2 separate regions of the Mus musculus genome follow, and region 2 is linked to region 1. The links are chromatin contacts, called in public promoter capture Hi-C maps. All regions are on one chromosome and are shown on one strand. Each heading gives the region's core, a stretch centred on a gene start, on an enhancer-like site or on the middle of the called end of the contact. The rest is flanking DNA. Distances are from core to core; before and after follow the strand shown.

Evidence for each region. Promoter capture Hi-C pulls out the DNA fragments that hold promoters and counts their contacts.
Region 2: a promoter capture Hi-C map of hippocampal neurons shows a contact between it and region 1, with 8 times the contacts expected there. The contact joins the promoter of Brinp3 here to the promoter of Rgs2 in region 1. A contact is called at or near these places in 1 of 39 promoter capture datasets (hippocampal neurons) and 2 of 115 datasets of contacts at active chromatin or transcription factors (astrocytes and embryonic forebrain).

The regions. Positions count from the first base shown.
Region 1 is chr1:143,998,807-144,005,496 of GRCm38.p6, forward strand. It overlaps Rgs2 (regulator of G-protein signaling 2), which reads right to left and starts at 5,343. Exons shown (of 5, transcript NM_009061.4): 1 at 5,203-5,343; 2 at 4,146-4,247; 3 at 3,974-4,035; 4 at 3,310-3,476; 5 at 532-3,068. The coding sequence starts at 5,312. The coding sequence ends at 2,874.
Region 2 is chr1:146,489,878-146,496,949 of GRCm38.p6, forward strand. Brinp3 (bone morphogenetic protein/retinoic acid inducible neural specific 3) reads left to right here and starts at 5,789. Exons shown (of 8, transcript NM_153539.3): 1 at 5,789-6,200. It overlaps Gm29514 (predicted gene 29514), which reads right to left and starts at 5,285. Exons shown (of 4, transcript NR_166160.1): 1 at 5,023-5,285.

The DNA.
Region 1 (6,690 bases), core at 4,093-6,592:
CTGAAAATATCTACAACCATTCCCATTCGAGACTGGAATTTTCAAATCTTGTACTTAAAAAAAAAAAAAAAAGCTAGGTATTGTGAAATATGCCTGCAGTCCCGTATACTTCAGAGCCTGGAGACAGGGGAATCACTCAAGTGTAGTAATTTAGGACTAGCTTGGGAATTATAATCTGATCTCTTCCTTAAACAAACAAAAAATAAACAAACAAAAATCCACCCAACAACAAACAAAAAAATCCCTAGTAAAATTTGTCTTTATCTTTCTGTGCATTGACAGATACTTCCTATCTCACTAATTCCGTACAGTTTCTTCCAACATCCATCCGTCCGTCCGTCCATTCATCTATTTATCCATCCATCTTGCTCAAGCTGTATAACAGATGCTGGAATCTGCAGAGAGGGGAGAGAGAGAGAGAGAGAGAGAGAGAGAGAGAGAGAGAGAGAGAGAGAGAGAGAGAGAGGCACAGGATCTTCACTTGTGCTTTTCATAATCTAACTGAAAAAGTTAAAATTATCAAACAATTATGAAAAATGAGAAATACCTTTATTAAGTATTAAATTACAGAACCCATTGCTGTGACAACATCTAAAACGAGATGTGGTCTAGGTAGGAGATCAGAGTCCACTTCCCTGGGGAAGTGGCAATTGCATTGATAGGTGTGTGGTGAGCAAGAGCTAAAATTACACTGCGGAGAGGAACCATTAGACAGAAAGATTCCCTGGGGCTGAGGGACATAGCATCTTCAAGCAAATGGAAGGCGGCCAGCAATGCTGGTGCAGGGGATTGTGTACCAGGTTGGAACGTAAGAGGAAGTCAGCCCTGTGGGGTTATGCTATATTAGGAATGCTGCTTTCATCTTAATGTTCAGGAGAGCCGTCAGCGGTTGGTAAGTGACAGGAGGCAAGATCAGGTTTGTGTGTTGAAAGCATCACTAGCGTTAAGAAGGAACTATATAAGGTGTAGGAGGTAGCAGAGAGTGGTGGGTTAACTGCAGGCATGGTGGCATCTTCTATCAGACTGGGGACTGAGGAAAAGCTGCACAGAGTGTGAGGTAAATGGAACTTAATGGCAAAGGAGATTTGTTAGGCAAAGCCTTTATGAATTAAGCGCTATAGAGACCTGGCATATTTGTCATATTTCCATCACAGTATCACTGTTTCAATGAATTCAGAACTCACTTATGCCAACGGTATTTATTTTATTCTGTACCTGTTATATGTCATTCTGGCTTCTGGTGATACAGAAATGAGCCAGGTTGTCCCTCCTGTACTTGTGCTTGTTCCAGACATCTGGTTAAAGGTGTGAATTAGGGTAGTCATAAAGACTATTTCTTTTGGCAAATAGATAAAAAGTTACCCATTTAGTATGTTCCAATTCTCAAGTCCCCATTATTGTGTATATTAGGGAGATGGGTAGAGAGGTATCCAGGGAGGGCCCAGGGACACAAAGCGATGGGATGTCATTGAGTTAAGGTCTTCCAATTTCAAGCTGAGGGTGCCCCCCATCTCCTCCCATTTACTAAAACTTCCAGATATAGAAAATTTGCTTCAGAAAGGGAATTCCTCCAAATTAGCCAGAATGAAGGCTTTTCTCAGCTAGAACATATTCCTGCATTTAGTGCAAGCAAAGCACTTGCTTTCTTCTTCAGTGTTACCCAGAGTAGCACAGATTATTAGCCAAATGAAGGCAGGAGGTGCAGGAAACTTGGGGTTTTCGTATTGCCCCATCACAGAAGAAAGAACTGACCAGGTTCTTGCCCATGCCAGGTGTCTGGAACCAAGCATACGCCAGGCAGGCCCACATTTACACGAACCTTTTCCTTTTCTTAGGCTGTTTGGCCCTGTAACTTTACTTACTAATATTTAGCTGGTCCTTAACACACAGGTCAATGCTCTTTTTTTCTTTTTCTTTTATTAAATAACACATTTGACTTTCACAATGAGTGGTTCTAGGAATGTGGTCTGATGTTTTTAAGACTACATAATGTCTATAGGTTTAAGGAGAACATCTTCCTCGAAGCAAGCATTTCCCACTTCTCAGCTGTTGATTTCTCAGTGGGCAGGTACAACAATTGATCCACACTGATACCTCTTTGCTAGAAAGTTCTTTTCTCTGATAGCTGACATATTTCCAGTTACTGAAATCAAACAACAGAACCACATCGGGACTTCCAAATGTTCAATGACATTATTTAGCAAAATAAATTTATTAAAAGTATTCAAAAACCACTTCAAAGTTTAGCTGCCCGCAAGACAGTTTTTGGCACTCGTAACAGACGCTGGTTCTACAGCACGGCACAGCATTCGGTCCATCACACACACCATTTAACAACTCAAACATACTTCTCAGTTTCAGTGATACGTGACACACTAGTACTAATGATCTGTAGTCCTAAGAACGTCAACACCCTTGCACACAGTAAACATTGTAATGTTACTTAGTACTAAAATATTAAAACTAGAACTAACACCACTATGTGGTAACATGGACTAGTTTAGGGAAGGTGTACAGCCAACTAGCTAAGGCCACATAATCCCAGACCTATTGATTTTAAATGCTCCAACAACATTGCATCGGATCTTTCATCTCAAACTCTGCTTTCCCGACAAGGAGGAAGAACACATTCAGAGGCCTGTTCCCTCCCTCTGTTCTTCACACAGTGAGGGAAGCCGTTCTCACACAGAGCCTCTCCTAGGTTGCTGACTTCCTGATTCACTACCCAACATTGAATCAATAGTTCTGAGCGATGTTTTCCTAACACTCAGGCTGAATTCAAGGTCAGTTTTTTTTTTTTTTCTGGCAGGTCACAGCCTTTGCTCTTGGGAGACAGAATGGAATGTCCTTTGTGTGTGGGGGGACTCCTGGTCTCATGTAGCATGGGGCTCCGTGGTGATCTGTGGCTTTTTACATAAGTCCTGGTAGAATTCGGACTCCAAGAACCGAGGATAAGAATTGTTCTCCATCAAACTGTACACCCTCTTCTGAGCTGTGGTGAAGCAGCCACTTGTAGCCTCTTGGATATTTTGGGCAATCAGAGATTTCGTTTGGAAGTCTATGTTTATCTGAAAGAACAAAACAAAAGTCCATTTATTGGCTAGTCAACACTGCAGATTGATGCTTAATAATAAAACATAAAGGTGTAACTTGTGATCAGTTATAACTGTCAACTTTGGAGAAACTTAAATGTTAGGACAGCTGGGATGAGAGGCGCACAGGGCTCTTCTCACTTGTGCTTGAATGTGGTGTATTCAAGTCTCAGGTTTCAACAGTGTTGAAGGTGATCTGAGGCGCCTGTCTTCTTACCTCTTTGGGAGCTTCCTTCTCTATGAAGTCGGTATAGATTTTCCTTGCTTTTGAGGACAGTTTTTGGGGTGATTTGGTTTTTTTGAAGTCTTCACAAGCCAACCAGAATTCAATGTTTTCTTCACAGAACTCGGACTTTAAAAACGCCCTGAATGCAGCCAGCCCATCTGGAAGCACAGGAAAAGCAGCATGAATGGAACGACCGAATTATACACAGTTCTTCTGCACAAAATGATCAGTTTCCTAGACTTCATTCAAGCCTGTCATTCTCTAGGTCTGGCTCTTTAAGCACTAAGATGCCAGTAGGCAAAAATGCTTAAGTTTGTAGTCTGCAACAAAAGTATACTTAACTTCACTGGCACTGCAAGACCAGTGTTTATAGGCCATAAGTTCACTAGGAACTAGGGCTTTTGAAAATATTCTATGCAATGGAAAAGCTGACTCAACCACAGCCTGAGTAACTGGCATTTTAATTTTTAGGCTAACTTTTCTTCCCCACCTGAGGTGAATACCTCTTGCTTCCCCATGATTAAACCCAGTGATATAAGGGAAAGAAAAAGAGGCTTTGAACTGTCAGTGGTGGTAATGTCTAATGCACTTCTTGCAATCATTTCTAGGCTTTTAAAGATACTGGTGAGAGATCACATTCAAGAGGTGAACTTACATTTACTGGCCAGCAGTTCATCAAATGCTTCTGCCCAGAGCTGCGCTTCCTCAGGAGAAGGCCTGCAAGAGAAGTTCCGCAAATGAGCTCCCCAACACACATCAGTTCCCCTTCCCCTTTTGCTTGGCTTGGTTAGATATTCATCTCTGTAACTACAGGATCCGAAACTTACTTGATAAAAGTTTGCTGTTTGCTTTTCTTGCCAGTTTTGGGCTTCCCAGGAGCAGAGGAATTCTGCAAGAAGTAGCTCAAACGGGTCTTCCAATCCTTTAAGCTGGAAAAAAAAAGAGAGAAAAAAAAAATACTTCAAGTGGCAATTCTTGAACGGTCAAACTATCATCAGCTGCAGTAGCTACAAACAAAGCAGATGAGTCTCTCCCTCTTAGCTTTTAAACCCAGCACCTCAGAACACAGTTTTATCCATTCATCCGACTATAATGAGCTTTACAAGCAGGATAGGACTACATAACAGCCAGGGTATTTTAAATTTTCACCAGTTATTTCTGACCTAATAAACAGGTAGTGGATTTTCTGCATGGTTAAACTACAGCTTGCTGTCATTTTTCAATTGAGAACAGCAGTCTTGACCCAGCTGATGTTTCTTCCCTTTCTGCACTGGGGGTAGGAGGGTCTGCACTATGCCAGAGACAATGCATAGGTGTGTGTGTGTGTGTGTGTGTGTGTGTGTGTGTGTGTGTGTGTGTGTGATGGATTCCCTAGCTCCCCTCTGCGACCGCCCACAGTGCTTCTCCGCAGCAGATACTGCAGAGCAAATTACTCATTCCATAGTCGTGACTGGGTGAGCCCTACTTTATGATTTAAAAATGGATCTCATACATTGCGAATCAACTCAAACATCTCCACCCAGCAGCTATGCAAGCAGCTCAGAACTAACAATGCAACGTCCAGACGCCGGTGGACGTTATTCAGCTACAGGATTCTGATGCCACATTAAATGCAGAACAAAAAGCCAACCAGCCCTTCTCAGATCATCTACCGCCACCTTCTTCAACCATTTCCTATAGTTCCTAAACTCTCGGAGCTCACATAGAAAAAAAGCAAATACCACCATATCTAGCAAGCTAACCCCCCACCCCCCAAGCCCCCACACTTTCTCTGCAGAGGTGCAGACTAGAGAGCATTCAAAGCCGAGATCGAGGGAAGGTAGGTCCCTAGCAGCAAAGCCAGGCTGGGTATGAAGAGCTCTTCGGGAGACAGGGCATACTCACAGTGTCCGCTTCATTTTCTCCCGCTTCTCCTCGACCTTGGGGCCGTTGCCTGCACTCTTGTCCATGGGTACGCAGTCGTGCTGGACAGCCAGGAACATGGCACTTTGCATTCTCAGACTCCCGCGGCCACCGCAGCTGTTTGAGGCCGGGAGCGCGCCGCGGGCTTTTAAGGCGGGCGGCGGCATAGGGGCGGGACCTGGAGGCGTCAGCCACGCCCCAAGAGAGCGCGGATTGGCTCGCTGCAGACGGCACGAGGGCGGAGTCGCCCCGGCCTGTGGCAGTCACGGCAGCCCCCGAAGGGCCTGGAAGCGAGGGCGCTGTTGACGTAGGCGCCGCATCCTCGTGCGCACACAGGGTGGGAGGTGGCGGGCGGGGACACAGAGAGATTTGGTAGGCACTTCGGGCAGCCACGCGGTGAAGGGTCTCCGAGTTCTTGGCTTTTCCTTTACTGAAGACCGTACCTTTTACTCGTGTGCGTGTGTGTGTGTGTGTTCGCGCGCGCCCCACCTTTGTATCTATTGTTCATCCGGACACCCATAAACTGCAGCTGGGATGGGGAGAGCCCTGCTGGCTGCACTCAGCAACTCTACCTATTTTAGAGAAGGAAATCAAACAACTAGAAAAACCTGAAATATGGACTGTTGAGTAAGGTGCTGTAGCTCGCTCAGGCACCTTGGAATTCCTAAAGGGAATTCCACGCTACTCAGGGAGGAAGCGGGAGAAAGTTTCTATTAAAACCTGGTGTTTTAACCAGTTCTGCAGTTTTGATCTTTAAATGCATGGCTGCAGCAGGCTGTGGCTTTGCAGGGTCGTTCCCCAGGAGACCCGAGGGGCATCTCCTGCGGGGCACAGCAAAGATCAGAGAGATAGGTGAGAAATACAAAGGGAAACCCAGGATCTCGCAGTTCTGCTGCACACGGATCATGTGTAGTTTCAGAGCGTAAGGAATCAGGATTTCCTCATGAGTCATTCACGGTTGAACAGATTTAGGAATTACTAGATGTTCAACTGCTTAAGTTAAGGTGGCGGTGCAGTGGGGGCTAGAGCTAGATGTGAGAGCCGGTTGGTGTAAAGAATTTGTTTGGGTAAGCTTCATTTGTGAGAACCCCTGTCTCTGCTCCTGCAGGGTTTAATAAGCCCTGATTTGTAAGAACTAATACATGACTTCAACTACAAACTGATTCAGCTTCCTATGTTACCAGAATGATGCGGCGGAATACCTAAGTGGTTTTCCCATAAAGTCTGAACAGACTAACAAAAAGGTACGGCTTAGGCTCTAGTTATTCTGATTCATACTAGATCTACTAAAAGGAAAATGAAGACCCATTCTCAAACTGGGAACCAAGCAACACATTGTGACAAGCTGAGGGTAGTTTGAGTCAGAGATCAAAGTCTGCAGTCGCTAATGAAGAAGATTGGTATAGCCTTATTATAGAAGGAATATCATTTCGATTTTAGCAACAAATACTTGATAGCATGCTTATGAAT
Region 2 (7,072 bases), core at 4,539-7,038, 2.5 Mb after region 1:
TGTGTGTGTGTGTGTTTGTGTGTACCAATGGAAAAGGGTATAGAAGTATGCAGTAAGACTTCTACTGCAAACCAGAAAGTACACTCCTTCAAAGGACCACTTTTACATATAACTTTACCTGGGACTTTTAGTCCCTATGATGGGAAAAGTAAAATTCTGTTGTCCAAGACATCCAACATATGATGTTTTATCACAGCACCCTGAGAAGACAGATTAAGACAAAATTTAGTAACAGATTTTCCATTTTCTTACACTTCACTTCTCGATTTTAAATATGCATATACTTTGCACAATGACAAAAAGATCAAGTTACTAACATGCCTAATAACACAGTAATAATCCAGAGTTGCTTATGAGGAGTGATTTCTAAATTGAATCACTGGGGCAATATATAACAAATATTATAAAGATATTTTGAAATATAATGCTTTATTCACTATTTGTACATAAATAGGTAAATTAAATACAAGCTTTATTTAAAATGGTAGAGTTTAATGTACTACTTAGTTGCAACTTTTAAGTTTATTGAGTTTTTACTCTACATTGAGTACTGTGATAGATATTAAGAATATGGAGTAAGAACAATAGAAACAACATGAGGGAAACCCAGTTGGGATTTATTTTTTCCAAGTGTGGAAACAATAGTTGACGGAAATGTTATTGGAAATGTAGTCAGCTCTATACCAACTATACTAGTGTAAAAACTTGGTATGAGCACACAAACATGTATAGCAGGGCAAACTTTATTCAACAATTGTTGCTAACAATGGTTCCATATGTCATAATGATTATTTCAGCTTGAACATTTTAAGTTGGTAAGGGAATAGCATGGGCATTTAAAAATGTTTAGATTTCATTTTTGTTATTTTTGTTGTTATTATTTTTTTCCTATATATTTCATAAGGAACATTTGGCAAATGGATATTGATACTCATATTCACTTTAGGTTTGCTGAATGAATAAATATATAAATAATTGCATGAAATATTCAAATGTTGTCATACATAAAAGATTGAAGTAAACTTTTATGGATTTCTGCTTTTTATAAAATTCCAATTTGAATGACTAAGCTTTTGTTATATTGTTATAAATTGGAAAGTTTTTTATTAATGTAATAAAATATAGTAATGTTCTGCATGTTTTGATTATGAGAAAATTTCTAGGTCACATGTGTTCTATATGTGGATTATTAGGTTGTTTTTCTCTTTGCAAGAGTCCCATTTTCCATGTAGATTAGAAATTTAAGAGGTAAATTGAATGTAACTTAGTGGAGTATTATATTGCACGCAGCATGACTTTCCACAGTTTATACTGTGAGAGTGTGATTGCCTAAAGAACATAGAACACACAGAATGTTGAAGGAACTCCATGAGAAACCAGAATTATGATGTCAAATATTTACTCCTCATTTGGGGGAGGGCAGAGGAGTATCTATAGCGTCAGTTGGAACAGAAATATAGACAGTAACTTCCTACATGTTCTGACATCGCTAGCTGCACATTATTGGTCTTTGTAGTGTTTTTCTTTCCTTCCACTGATTCTCTATCATAATCTCAAATGATAACTCCTGTAAGAACTACTGAAGGATTCAGTTGCTATAGAATTCACAGTAGCTGAAAAGCCCAGAAGATGCATCTCGGGTCCCCTAGATTACTCCGTGGCATATGCTGATAATAACCAAGTCACCTTTAGTTCTTAACTTCTTCATTAGTGTGAGAGAACAGAATAAATTATCTTTATAAACGGGCTAGTACCAATTTTTTTTTACTTGAGATTCAATACACTTAATCAGTTTATTTAACAGCATCTTGATCTTATAAATTAAATGTGAAAATTACTATAAACAGAGGTACTAAAGCAACTTCGAATACTTTCGATGTGAAAGCTCTGAAGACAAAGTAAACAGCAAGGAGACTAAAGTAAGTAAACTTCAATATTGTAGTGAGGACAAATATGCATGCATAAATTTGTGTCAAATTTCATCTGTAAGTAATAATATATATTCATATTTACATATCCAGTTCATATACATATATAAAATTTTCCTTAATGGGTTCTTAATTTTATATTTTCTTATAACTTAGATTTAATATTAAAAATAACATGACATATAGATACTTTCTGTGTAAGCAACCTGCAGCATGATTTCTGTATTTATTTTGAGGACAATGTTGAGACAGCACAGCAGGGTTAATTCTTATCACCAAGCCCCAAAAGTGAGGGGTCAATCTTGGAACCCTACATGGTGGAAAAGGTGATTCCCCATGTGAGCTTCTGCACACACACACACACACACACACACACACACACACACACAACCAAATAATATAAAAAGAATATGAATGTGTTTCTGTTTTTTCAGAGGGGGCTCTGAATGACCAATCCACAGATCCAGCTATATGAAGAACCTTCTCTAATTCTACAATCCATCTCTAGCATTAAATCATTTGAATGCTGCTGTGGCAGATTTTTTTAGTGAGGTAATATGTGAAATATATTTATTTGTAGCTATGAAGGAAGATACGACAAGAAGGCAAAGAACACCCATCACTTGCTTGAAATCCACTAAATGAGCACCTTCAGATGAGCACCCTGGAATGAAAGAAGCTACCCTCTCAGCTTAGAACCAAAACATCTTACATTCACAAGGCATTGTAAAAAAGACATTTGCTCTGAAAACAAGACAGGGGACACAATGTCTATGACATTACATGAAGGTATATTTGAGTAATCATATAGTTTAACAGCTTACTCTAACATATAAATTAATTAATAATATTTTTAAAAATACAAAACTTTTCTTACGTTTCTAAGACTCATCGAATGAATTTTTCTTTTCATGGCCTTTTAAAAAGTTAAGAACATTACACACACACACACACACACACACACACACACACACACACACACACACAAATATACACCACATAAACACAATGCTTGTTGAGTCAAGGTCTTAATACTCAGTCTAAGCTTGCCTCAGTTCACCACAGCTACAAATACAGAGTACAAGAGTACATCACTGTGGATGCCTATAAAATAAAACTGTGTTTCAATTGTCTGACAAAAGTCAGACTGGGTCCTAAATAAATAGCACATTCCTCTTAACTGTCAGTTAGGTAAGTGTCCTTGGACAGCGTTCTGTGGTTCTCAGAGAAAGAAAGTATGGACTGTATTTGACACAGTTGTTAAGCTGTATTGGTAGTGAGCATATCTCAAGATATTGATATCAGCATTTTATGTATCCTCAGGTCCTCTTGGCAAAATTTGTCAGCCTATGTAATAAACACAGAGATACACAGAAATACTCCATCCTGTTATACAATGAGACACCAAAGAAATTTTCTACTTTGTCAGAGCATTCAGGACAGTGTGCATCCTGAAAAGAAAAAGGAAAGCTACATCACAAAATGTTTGTGTTTTGCAGTCTTTGACAGTAATAAACACTACAGATACTTGAGCACACATATTTCAATTTGTTTCAGATGCATGGCACTTGGCTCTCTTCCTTTCTTTATGTTATAGTACAGACTTCTATAATGATGGTTATCATAAATTTGTTTTTAATCAATAGAATTTCAATATATATTTATGTTGAGAATGAAGTCCTCATGTTTGCAAAAGACATGCATGTTTACACTAATTAGCGTATCTTTTATTATTGAAATTTGGAGATAAGGTACCACACTAGGATTAACAACAGAGAAAAATTAATATACATGTTTTGACAGTGAAACATATTTGGTAATTCAAAATTGCAATGCTTTCTATTTGGCATCATCGTGTAATACTTTGGATCCAAAATCGTCAGCTTGCACTTATAATCCAAGTTCATGCCAGTTTCAAGACTTGTTATTCTCCACATTTAGCAGAATATAATCGCAGTACTATCAAAGAGCTGTTCAGCTCCTTCACAAGTTTGTACATGCCCTCCCTTCAAGATAACCATTCACAAGTGGGTGTGCTATAGACTTTGGGCAAGCCAGAAATCTTTATCACGACCAGCAAATATTCAATTGGGACAGTGGATCAGATATACGAATTGGAACTAAGATACATACTTAATAAAATATTTCTAATGTTATCTTTCCTGTAAGATGGGGTAAAACAACCAATAGCATTATTACTATAGCTGAAACAGTATTAATTTTAAAACAGAGCTAGCTAAAGTGTGCTTATAGTATATTTAACATGAGCTGCTACACCAAAATTCACATCATTTCCAGAAAAGAAAGAGTTAAAGGTGAGAGGAATCCTTAAGAAACCAAAGATACTTTACCTGTGAGTATTTTTATACAAGATAGGAAGGACCTTAAAATGTTGATATTGTTTCCAAAGCGCCCCCCCCCGCCCCCAATTTCACATTTGCAGGCTTCTACTCTCCTAAGAAAGAGGAAAAGAAAATTTCCAGTGACCCAGCTCCTCCGTGATTTACATACAGAAAGGATATAAATGAATGGAGTGGGGGATGGGTCGCTGAGAAGCAATGTGTTGCCTTTTCAACCGCAGAAAATAAGATTACTTATGAAGAACATTTTTATCCTCCGTAAATGATTAACCCTTCCACCATTCAGGAACTCAGTTTCTACAACAAATAAATCGATTACCAAGCTACCTTCTCTTTCGATTTCTAAAACAGACAGATATATAATTTGTAAGCTTCAGCAAGACTGAGCTGGAATCCAGGGCTAACTAAGGACTTTCCTACCTGACTGTACTCTCTACACACCTTCTGGGTCATTCAGAGAATCTCTAAAGATAAGGACCCAGAATCTTCCACCCCAAAAATACTTTTAGAAGGGAGGTGATGGTCAATCCGTGGTATAAATAAATAAATAAATCGGTTACAGTGTTATAAGCTCAAACAGGCAAGTTCCCCAGTGACAGTAGATTTCCGAGAGGAAAGGAGAAGAGAAGATAGGGATGGAAGCAGAGAAAGAAAGGTTTAGGGAGAGAACTGCGAAGGGATGGCAGGGGGTGGTCACAAAAAGAGAAAGGGAGAAGAGATCAGGCTAATCTTACCCAATCGATCCAGCGATCAGGTGATCGTTTATGCGGTATCAGGACACGAAAATGGCTCGACAATGCAATCCACAACAAAGCTATTTCTTTCTCTAGTTTAGCTTGGTAACTGCTGGAATCAAATGCAAGGCAGACATGGCACAGACGGCCACTCGTGCACCCCTCCTACCCCACCCCCAGTGGACCAGGGACAGTTCTCGGACTGCCCTAACATCTAGCTTCTTGTAGCATGGTCTTTAGCGCAGGGGCTCAGTACTGAAAGCAATTGCCTTAAACACAGGCTGCATGATTTAACGAGGAAGTGGGACCTAGGAAGGCTGCTGCCGCCTAGGTAACCCATCATCAGCCTCTTGGTCATCTTGCTAACCCTCCAAAGCATAGCGCCCTCGAAAACTCTGAGTGACTACGACCTTCAACCATTCACCTCCCAGCCCCTGTCTATGCAAAAAAAATCGCTGAGGATTAGATCAATGCAATGGGACCGGTCCTGCTGGTTTATTTGGGCTGTGTGTTAAGTCGATTTTCTTACTATGCCTGGATCAGTTTCTGCAAGGGAAAGGATTCCAAGGAAGTGCTAGTGAAATGCACTGATGGAATACTATTAATCCTAATGATAACATTCCCAGTGCAGGTAAACTCTGAAAAGAACTGTGAGTGGGAAGATCCTGCAGGATTTCCGAAGCGCTGCTCTCCTGAATTCTCATTGGATCATCCCCAGCAGCCTAAATCAGTGCTGCTGCTCTCTGAAGATGACTACAGCCTAGCTCACTAGTTGTCTACTCCTGTTTACAACACATCCTTTCACTTCTCTTTGGAGATCTGTTTGTCTTATTCATCCTGTTCTCTTGGGTTACCCAGCTTCCTCACTTTGTGGGTACTTCCAGTTTGGTACATTTGTTTGCCTGAGGATTATCATAAGAAAGGTTCCCACTGTTAACCATTCTCAGAAAAGAAAAAAAAAAGAAAGAAAGAAAGCACTTCTTTAACATTTTTGGGTTCTTGGCCCCTGGAATAAGTGACTTTCACCTGATTAGATGCCACCAGGAACTACTGAGTGTTTCCAACTCCTACTTTCCTGCAGCTCACCACTCTACACTGCTTTGGAAGATCATGGGATGTCTCCTTGAATCGTGGATATGTTTCTCTCACACTCATCTTGCTTCATTAACTTTCCTCTGGTAAGTATTTCTTTATATGTGATGAGTACTTTACTACTTGTGTTAATTTTTACTTTTAAAAAATAAGCACTACTTTTTCTCCACTCTCTCTCTCTCTGTCTCTGTCTTTTTCTGCGTTCTTTGTTCAGTTAATTTCAGATTGCAAATACTTATTTGTGTGACCATTAGTACATGATCGAACTAGTAGGATGTAGCCCATGAAATAACTTACCCCAATACCTCCTTTAAAAAGAAATTCCTCAATCCTTATACGTTTCTATCAGGTAATGTGGACATCACCTCCCAGGAATGTACCCCTCTTGGAACACAGCATTGTGCCATTTGAGGGGGTATTTTTTTTCTATTAGTCTATGATAATGCCTGTAGGATAGGTATTTCTGAAGGAGGGCTGGCTATGTATGGGTTTGAGAAAGTTCACTAGTCTCTCTGATCTTTAGAAGGTGGTCCAGGTCAGCAAGTGTTCATCTCATCCTAAACAACTGAATGGTTGAGAGAGGACTTTGGTTAAGTGTGTCTAGTGATTTAGTAGGATCCTACATACTGACATGTCACTACATGGCCAGGAAGAGTCCCGAGTTTTGAGAGCATCATTCTTTACACAATATCCAATATGTTCCTGGGCACATTGTTCTGGTCATCATGGTTACTGTCTAGGCAGCATTTTGCAATGCATTTAGATTTTGTAAATTGTGCTGGGGACAGTTAATTGGTCAGGGAGGTCTCCATTCAGATGAAGAGAGCTCTCAGAAGCCACTGATTATCTGGGTTCTAACACATTGAAATTCAGGGAGGGACTTTACATGAAAAATGTAATTGCCTCCGTCTTCACACTTGCCCACCCCTGCCCTCAGTTTTTTAATAAGTATGTTAAT